2 separate regions of the Mus musculus genome follow, and region 2 is linked to region 1. Evidence: chromatin contacts called from public promoter capture Hi-C data. All regions are on one chromosome and are shown on one strand. Each heading gives the region's core, a stretch centred on a gene start, on an enhancer-like site or on the middle of the called end of the contact. The rest is flanking DNA. Distances are from core to core; before and after follow the strand shown.

Region 1 (4,856 bases), core at 1,557-4,056:
CCTCTTGCATGTCAAGTAATTGCTCCACCACTCAACTACATCCGCAGTTGTCTTATCTTACTTTTGATTTTGAGTCACGGTCTCACTAGACTGGCTGCGCTTGACTCACTAGGAGAGGAGGCAAGGCTTGAACTTCTGAACTCCTATCTCTGACTGCTGAGAACGGCTGGGTGGCTCTGTCGCTTTGCACTAAAGCCCAGCTTTGCCATTCTTTTTTTTTTTTTTTCTAAGACATATTTAATTTATTTTATGTATATGGGTCCTTCATGTGGTTGTTGGGAATCGACTTTTTAGGACCCTGTTCACTCTGTCCCAACGATTTATTTATTATTATACATAAGTACACTGTAGCTGTCTTCAGATGCACCAGAAGAGGGCGTCAGATCTCATTACGGGTGGTTGTGAGCCACCATGTGGTTGCTGGAATTTGAACTCAGGACCTTCGGAAGAGCAGTCAGTGCTCTTACCCACTGACACATCTCGCCAGTCCCAGCGTCACCATTCTTAGCACACAGGTTCCATAACTGTTAGATTTACATCCAAATAGGAAGTTAATCTACTTTGAGAACACCTATAAATAGCATTGTGCCTTCAGAGTCTGCGTGCTCATAAAGAAATACGTTTAATTTTTAAAAAGATTTTTGAAATTTTACTTTATGTATATAAATGTTTTGTCTGCCTGTATGTTTTGTGCATTACATGTGTGCCTGGTATCTGTGGAGGCCAGAAAGTAGGGGGGGGGGCGCTCGATTCTTTCAAACTGGGAATACAGAAGACTGTCAGCCACCATGTGGGTGCTGGCATCTAAACATGAGCCTTTTGGAAGAGCAGATCCAGCCCCCACATTTTATTTTATTTATTTATTTTATGTATATGAGTAGCTGTCTTCAGACACATCAGAAGAGGGCATTGGATTCTGTTTTAGATGGTTGTCAGCCACCTAGGAATTGAACTTGGGACTTCTTGAAGAGCAGTCAGTGCTCTTAACCTTTAAGCCATCTTTCCAGTCCCCTACATTTTATTAAAATTTTTTCCTTTATGTTTATTTTGTTGTGTTTTTGCCTGAGTTTATCTATTACTTCTAGATTTTAAAAAATAGATTCTGTGTAATTTTCGATGTGTCAATCATGTTGTGTAAGTGATTCTCACGTGGTCTTCTTTGACCTTTTTTTTTTTTTTTCATTTTTTCCTGTTTGCTTGGCCCTGCTTGCTCCAGCCCAAAGATTTATTTATTTATTATATTTATTTATTACACTGTAACTGTCTTCAGATACACCAGAAGAGGGCATCAGATCTCATTATGGATGGTTGTGAGCCACCATGTGGTTGCTGGGATTTGAACTTAGGACCTTCGGAAGAGCAGTCCGTGCTCTTAACCACTGAGACATCTCTCCTGCCCCTTATTTGTTATTTGTTTCCCTTTCCCCCCATAGTGCAGTGGCTATAGTTTACAGCACTGTGGGGAGCAGTAGAGGCCAGAGGATGAGACCGTGGCATGTCACTTCTCCCTATTAGACAATGCCATGGGTTCTGTAGATGCACTGTAGCGAGCTAGGGACGTTCTCTCCAGTTCTATTTTTCTGACTGTTTAGTTATTTTTAGTTTTAGTTATATTGAAGTAAAGTCTTGCTACATAGACCAGGCTGTCCTGGAATTCACTGTGTATTCAAAAGAATTTTTGCAAATCTGCCGATAATGTCTATAGCATCTTGAAGACTTGTCTGTGACATGTAATTCGTTTTATATATTGCTGAATTTTATTTGCTATGAAATTTACATCTTTATGAGGGATATCACCTATTGCTTTCTTTTTAAACACTGTCACCTTATTTTATATTAGTATAATATTTACTTCACTAAGTAAGTCAGGAAATACTTGCTTCACTTTGTTCCAGGGAAGAGAATAGGTAGAGTAAGTTGATCTCTCTGAAGTATGCACCTTTATTATGTAGCCCAGGCTAACCATGAACTCTTGAGCCTCCAGAGTCCTGAGAGTGCAGGCCTTTTTATATACACAAATAGGAATCTTTTTGCTCCATTTCTTATGCATGCTTTTATCCCAATTACTTTTTCAGATATTGCGTTAATATCTTACAGCCTAATGTCTAAGTCTTAGGATTTTAGAGTCTTGTGTTGTTTTTTGAATTAGGTTGACTGTGTTTTGGTTAGGGTAATGCATATTGAGAATACTTCATAAAAGTCACAGCATATAAAAAATGCTGTCATATTATTTGAAAATAAATGGTAAATTGTTCTTCTTCCCTCCCTCCCTCCCTCCTTCCCTCCCTCCCTCCCTCCCTCCCTCCCTCCCTTCCTTCCCTCCCCTTTCTTCCTCCCCTCTGTCTCTCCCCTCTCACTCTCTTTTCCTTCTCCCCCCTCCCTTTCTTTTCTTTCTTTCATTATTCCCAAGCCTGTTTGCTGGAAGAATGTATGATGTCCTTGTGGTTTAGTTCTGTTATTTTTAGTGTTCCCTTGGTGGCTTCCAGACATAACATATAACAAATAAGAGAAAAAAATTCATCCTCCAAACATTCCATGGCCTGATCTGGATTTTAAAATAGTCCTAAGAGCAATAGGAAAAAGATTAAGAAAGAATAATGTAATGTGCTTATTATGGTGAGGTTCCAAGCCCAAAACTCAAGTATCAAAAAGGATGGAATTGAGATGGTAGAAGACTCTGGTTTGACTCCACCAGGTGGCCATTCAACCTGCCCCATGTTTTGCTGCAAGGGAAGGGAGACAGATAAGGGTAGATAGAGACCAGCTGCCATGGGCAGGTTACACAAGGGTGGCTGCTTCTATCCAGCCATTGCAAATCAAAGGTGGCAGGTGCAGCCAGCACCAGCCTTATCCAGTAGTAGCAGAGCCTATGTCACCCTTTGTGGACCTTGTTTTCTTTGTTATCAGAATATGTTTGGAGTCCAAGGGAAACCTACCTGGGGCTTTATTCCTGTGTTTGAGTCTTTCGCTTGGAGCCCGAGTATATAAATTTTCCAGCAGGCTGTCCTGTCTTCCCTACCGCTTGTCTCAGAGGAGAGGAAAAAGGACAGCGAGGGAGAGATGAACAGGAAAGGGGTAGTAACTTAGAGGAAATTACCATAGAAAACATACTTTTTCTCTTCAAAATGGACCATGAACCAATTGCACAATGGTGGGTAGGAAATGAGTGAATAGATTCAATGGCTGTAATTCCTTTGCTCTCAGTGGTGTGGAGGGTGAGAGTTCATAGCTCAGCAACTTCAGCTTGTGCGTTTGTGTTTGTACATATCTATCTACACGCAATGATAGTAACCGCCACTGGTAGTTCATCTGATCTTTGTGCTTGCTCCTTCTGGGCACAGTATGTCTTTCAGGTAGCTTCTAAACAAGTTATGCAAATGAGAAGAAAGAGCATGTGTGGGTTGAGAAGGTGGGTCCTCCACAGCCCTGCATTGCTTCAGGGTGAGCTCACAGGATCATGGCGATCATAGCAAGGAGGGAGTGGCATTGATGCTTACTAACTTACCTGGTGCTGGATCTGAGTCTGGGCTACGTCCTGAGACAGACCTGGGCACTTACAGAGAGCAAGGCAATATGTTTGTTTACCTCTAGGGGGAGCCAAAAATTAAAAAAAAAAATCCAGGTAGAGTATGCGGGAGGAGGGTGAGTTAGAGGGTAGAGGACAGGTATGTGTGGTACTGTTGTAAGTCAGGGTCAGTAAATCCTCTCCAAGGAATACACCCTGTGTGTAGCAGGGTTCTCTGGAAATACATGGGGGTCACAGCACAGGTAGAAGGATCAGTAAGAACTTTGCCTAGAATGAGGCTGGCTGGTCCAGTCATAGCTGGAGAGCTGTTCTGAGAAAAGGCCTTAATCTTCAAAGGCCTTTATGAAATGAACATTTATTCCAAAGGTGTTGAACTTGAATACACTTGCGTTTTGTTTATAAAAGCTAAATATTTGGTTCTAGGTCAGATGAGGAGGTTGCGTTGAGCCACAGTGTGAAATTCCTAATTCCTTGGAAATCCGCCTCTGACCTCTGTCGCAAGGCAGCAGAGAGGCAGGCTTACACAGCTGGTGGGTCTTGCTGGTGTACCGTGGTGTGGCGTAATCGTGCAGGGGAGCTGGGAATTTGAGAGGAGTCTGGATAAGGACAGTCTGCCATTGAAGGGCTACCTCCCTTCTACCATTTCTCTGTGGCCAGTGTGGCCAGGCAGCGTAAGCTGTGGCTTAGTGAAAAAAAAAAAAAGGCCCAGCATCATAGTAGTGCCTGCCTCAGCTTGTCTTGGGCATGCAAAGTAAGGGAGGAAGGAGTGGGAGGCATGGTCTGGCTTGCCTGGCCCCCAGGGTCTGAGCCTTCACTTAGTAAAGCCTGTGAACTTTTCCTTCTCTCTACAATCCCTGTGAGTGGGGCAGGCCAAGGCTGCTGCCTCCAGCTAGAGGCACAGAGGCCGGAGAGTTCCATTCTGAAGGACGAGGAGCGTCCGGCAGCGTGAGAAGCACTTTGACATCAGGAATGAAAAGATGAGGTTTCTGCTCATGCGAGGAATGCATGTGCCACCCCCCTGCAAGGGGACTCAGCTGAGTTTTAGTGGCTGGGTTGCGGTTGACATTTTTCCTCTTCAAATTTTTCTCTTGACATAATGTTGACTATGTAATTTTAAAAGAGGGAAAGAAGTCCCCATCTGTGGGAGTAAGCCACAACGTAATTGAATTACGAGACTATTTGGGAAAATAGCCTCTTACTGTATTAAAGTAGCAGCCAGCTTTGCTTACCAGGACCCACTGCAACATTGTCAGGGGAGTTGGAGACATGGGATAATCACTGTCCATTCTTTCAAGTAGTATGTGCTTGCTTGAAAGGAAGTACCTGGTGA
Region 2 (4,856 bases), core at 1,723-4,222, 180 kb before region 1:
AAGTGAGTTCCAGGATAGCCAGGGCTACACAGAGAAACCCTGTCTGGAAAAACAAAACAAAACAAAAACATTTACGAAATGGTATGCCTTCCCGAAAGCTCTGCGGTGCACTTGTCCAGCTCAGGCGAATGCTCAAAGAGGAGCTGGTCTTGAATAGGTTTCACTGACTTGTATGGACCTCAGGCATTCTACATACACTGGTCACCACCCCTCCCCCAGCCCCATTCCAACATCTATACCAGAGCTAAAAAGACCCCTGTGTTTATAGGAACTGGGCACATCTTTGCCCCTAGAGTTGACAAGAGCCAAGTCAAAGGAGTAAGAGCCAGCTAGACTTAGGGTGGCTGGCATGGAGCTAACTCCTCAGGTACAACTGAGCAGAGTTTTAAAAATGTCCATTTCTTTACTTTCTCCCTCCCCCTTCTTTCTCCTTCTCTTTCCTTCCTTCGTTCTTTCTTTTCTCCTCCAAAACAGGGTTTCTCGCTGGCCTTGAACTCAGAGATCCACGTGTCTCTGCTTCCCAAGGGCTGGGAGTAAGATGTGTGCCACCACACTTTATTCCCATTTTTTCATTTTATTGTATTATTTGTTTGTTTGTTTTTAAAATTTTTATTTTCAACTGATGTCCTTATTTGGGGATTTTCACCTTTCCAGTTTTAGAATTTGTGCTGTTGAGGGGCTTCAGGGCGACGGATGTAAAGAAGTCTTCACTCGTCTTCTAGTGGACAGGGCTCACTCAGAGCTGCTCACAGGCTACTTCAGAAGCTTTTGTTGACTGTCATCCTCCGAGGGCATCACATGGCTTTAAAAATAAATAGCAGCGACTTGCCATTAAGCAACCTCTGAGCCTCAGATAGTAGGTCTGTCAAGGGCAGTGTGTGTGTGTGTGTGTGTGTGTGTGTGTGTGTGTGTGTGTGTGATCCCGGAGCACAGGCTGTGGTGCCACTCAGAGACTCCCCGGAACTGTATAAATGTATTGAATAGTTTGTTTAGAACATTCTCCAAGTCACCATTCAAATGCCACAGAGAGGACTTGGAATACAAACAGAAGGACCCAAAATGTGTGAGTCTCGACCATGGAATTCAAGGTCAGACAGAGAGGAGTTTACAGTTCCATTTCTTGTGGGTTTGGTGACAATTCCCACACCAAAGAGTTATCAGAATTAATAAGATGGTCTTTGAAGTGTGCCTAGCTCTCAATGGTGACAGGACTTGCCTCACTAGCAAAGTCAGATACAGCAGGTTTGGGTAGTTGAGAAGAAGCAAGAAGCACAACTTGAGGCTGTTTCAATCCCACACATAAAAAAAACCATTTTGCAGGGCGTGGTGGCGCACGCCTTTAATCCCAGCACCTGGGAGGCAGAGGCAAGTGGATTTCTGAGTTTGAGGCCAGCCTGGTCTACAAAGTGAGTTCCAGGACAGCCAGGGCTACACAGAAAAACCCTGTCTCGAAAAACAAACAAACAAACAAACAAACAAACAAAAAAGCATTTTGTGCTGCAGAGAGTTGTGAAGAGTTTGCAGAAGTCTCTGTCAGAGGCGTGTTCATCAGGGAGTGAAATGCTACTTCTGGGAAGTTGGTCTTGGTTTTTCTGGACCAACCAGAACTACAAAGTGAGGCCGTGTCTGTGAAAACAAAACCAAAACCAAAAAAAAAAAAAACCCCACAAATTTCTGAAGTTGGGAAAACCTAAAGAGGAAAGAATGGATGGAATTAAAAAAAAAAACATGCATCATTAGAACTTTATTTCAAAACCTTCATCGCAAGAGAGAAATACTTAAGAGGAAATGCCAGACATACATAATTTTCATGACCAGATAATGTAACGAATTATAGCCAAAGCATATGAGGTGTGTCAGGGAAGTGACACTGGGTCTTTTTATTTAATTTATTTAGTGTGTGCTTATATCCATCCATTCCTTCTGTAGTTTGAACAGTACTTAAAAAATGAAGCTTATTTGAAATGAAAAAGGGTTTCTTTATCACAAAAAGTAAAATATTTGAACAATCTCTTTAAGTTTTGTTTTGTTTTAATGTCTTTGCCAAAAGAAATTCTATTATTGAGTGGCACTGTGTTTAATACAAACAACTGGAGACTTTGGGAGCTTTAAGAGCTTGATGCAGTGAAGAAGGGAGGCAGGCAGGAAGTCCTCACCCTAGCTGAGCTGTTGGTACTTGGTGGCTGATGGAGAAGGGCGAGCAGGTTGTCTTTAAGAGGGTTTACCATGCTCCAGTGGATGGCCACACATCCAGGAGCATCTGACCCAGTGTTGTTTAAAAACGAAAACCAAAAAACAAAAAAACAAGGACACAAACTTGGGTGAGTAGGAAAGTGGGCTGCCTCTGTGAGGGTATGGGGGGCTGGTGAATGAGATCTGGATGAATGTGTTGTGTGATGGTCTCAAGGAACCAGCTGAGGAAAGGGTTTGATGCATTGTGAAACTAGCCCTCACACTGTGATAGGACTGTATGGTAGGATGTACATGGGGAGTTAGAAATACTTTCATGAAAAAGCAAGACATCTGCTTGTTACATTGTGTCGACGTTTTATAGGTTTTGGCCACTATGAAGTATGATGTGAAGTGGCTTTGCATTCAGGGCCCCTTTGAATTCTTTGCTCTCCCAAACATCCAGCTGAGATGTGTTGAGATAAGAAATGCCTGTGCTTTTACTAGATTTCTCATTTGTAACCCACTGCCAGGCTGCTTGCAGACGGGGCCGGCAGTCATGACTAGCAGGCCCTGTGAGTGGAACTGCACCCACACATTGCTTTATTCACTGTGAAAATTTTACAGGAGAAGAAGGAAAAATCTGTTTCCTTGCTTAAATGAAAGCCCGACACAATTAGTATAAAACATAAATACTATGCCAGTGAGTGAACAAATTCTTCAACATGTCCAGCACTGTGTGAAGGCTTGGATTTGGGCGTGGACATTGAATGGTTGTGTGCTTTATACTTGCTTTGGTCAGTGTTTCTTGGACTGTAGCCTTAAAACCTTCCTGCCAGGAGCAGAGGTTGCAGGTTCCACAGGGCTCTTCAGTCACCTATCTGGGAGCAGACCCTACACGTGTTGTAGAGCAGCACTTCTCACAGCCACAGTGCGAGCAGTTTCCCAACAACAGACACCCTGTGGTACATCAGTAAAAGGTGCAGGCTACCTTGCTTTTCTAATTGGATTTTTTTTTTTTTTAATCTAGAGAGTTCAAACTCATGCAGAAAAATTGAGAGCAAAGCCGACTTATTTTGAGCCCATGATTTTACTACTGTATGAAGGAGATTTGAAAGTTCAAGGCATTGTGTACTGTGTCCTCAATTTGAGCAATAAAACTGACTTTTTTAAAAGTACAGGTTAAAAATTTAGTGGAAGGGCACGGAATAGTTTAAAAATGTTACTGTTGTTTTTCTGAATTCTGTAATTCATCAAGTAGCGATTAAAAATACATTTCTGTTAGGAAAAGCGTGTATTTGAGAAATCATTTATTATTAAGATGCTTGTGAATTTATAAAACAGCAAATGTGGAGGGGATGGATGAAGAGAGAGACCCAGTGTCTTAGCAAGGTCCATCAGCATCCCTTTGTTATAACTTTTGTGATGAAATCAAAGTCAAGTAGGAAAATTTGTGTCTTTTTTTTTTAACTTTTTATTGATTCTTTGTGAATTTCACATCATGTTTTATGTAAAGATATTATTGGGATTTTTTTGTTGTTGCCTGGCTAAGATGTTATAATTATCTTAAAGAAACAACAAGAAAAGCCGGGCGTGGTGGCGCACGCCTTTCATCCCAGCCATCGGGAGGCAGAGGCAGGCGGATTTCTGAGTTCGAGGCCAGCCTGGTCTACAAAGTGAGTTCCAGGACAGCCAGGGCTACACAGAGAAACCCTGTCTTGAAAAACCAAAAAGAAAAAAGGAAGAGAGAGAGAGAGAAAAGAAAAGGAAAAAAAAGAAACAAGAAGAAGCCTGGGCAGTGATGGCTCAAGCCTTCAATCCAGCACTCAGAGGAGGATCTCTCAGTTCACGGCCAGCTTTGAACAGCGCGAGTTCCAGGACAGCCAAGGCTACAACAGAGAAACCCTGTCTCAAAAAAACAAAAACCAAACCAACCAACCAAACAAACAAACAAAAAATTGACAATGTGGATATCAGAGAATCCGTCACTTTAACTTTGACTCAAAAACAAAAAAGATTTCATGTGACATATCTGTGCTTAATTGAAACCTCCCTCCCACCCCCCTTAAAGCCAGGATCTCACTATGTAGCTTAGGTTGGCTTTGAACATGCTGTCTTTCTGTCTCTTGTCCCAAATGCTGGGATTATAGACCTTAGCCACCATGCCCAACTTGAATGGGAGGTGGTGCTGGTTGGTTGGTTGGTTGGTTGGTGTGGGGATGGGACCAGGAGCTGCAGCATGAGAGAGAAGCACTTCACTGTTAAACTCCACCCCAGCCCTGTGACCTCAGAGGGAATGAGGAAGGAAATGAAATAAGGGTTAGATGAAATTTACAACCTTGATTTGTGAATAGTTTGATATGTATCTAAATCTCTATATCAGTGTGGGCAAAATATATGGTCTATTTGAAATAAATTGTCTTTATGTAACTCGTCATCATGTAAGTAGATATCAATAAAAAGTAAATACATATCGGTAAAAAATATAATTTTGGTAATTTAATAATTGGTCTCTGCCCCGCCCCTATTGATATTCTCTAAGCCAGGGCCAACATCGATTCACTCCTCACCCTTGTTTCATTTGTTTTTGTCCCTTCCCCCATCATTTCTTCCTCCATTTAAACCTCTCTAACAACTGGGGGTTGGGGGGAGCAGTAGGAACCCCCAATATGTCCTCTGTGTCTTGC

What was found. Capture Hi-C pulls out chosen DNA fragments and counts their contacts.
Region 2: a promoter capture Hi-C map of liver shows a contact between it and region 1. The contact joins two enhancer-like sites.

The regions. Positions count from the first base shown.
Region 1 is chr19:40,230,716-40,235,571 of GRCm38.p6, reverse strand. The region is part of intron 4 of Pdlim1 (PDZ and LIM domain 1 (elfin)); the gene reads left to right. Among named protein-coding and RNA genes, the nearest start is that of Gm41845, 38 kb to the left of the region's middle. Within about 2 kb of position 2,806, at least 33 of the 459 cell types and tissues checked have an H3K27ac peak or open chromatin away from gene starts, as enhancers often do. A contact at or near this core is called in liver, where this site is marked.
Region 2 is chr19:40,415,502-40,420,357 of GRCm38.p6, reverse strand. All of the region lies in intron 2 of Sorbs1 (sorbin and SH3 domain containing 1), which reads left to right. Among named protein-coding and RNA genes, the nearest start is that of Sorbs1, 96 kb to the left of the region's middle. Within about 2 kb of position 2,972, at least 15 of the 459 cell types and tissues checked have an H3K27ac peak or open chromatin away from gene starts, as enhancers often do. A contact at or near this core is called in liver, where this site is marked.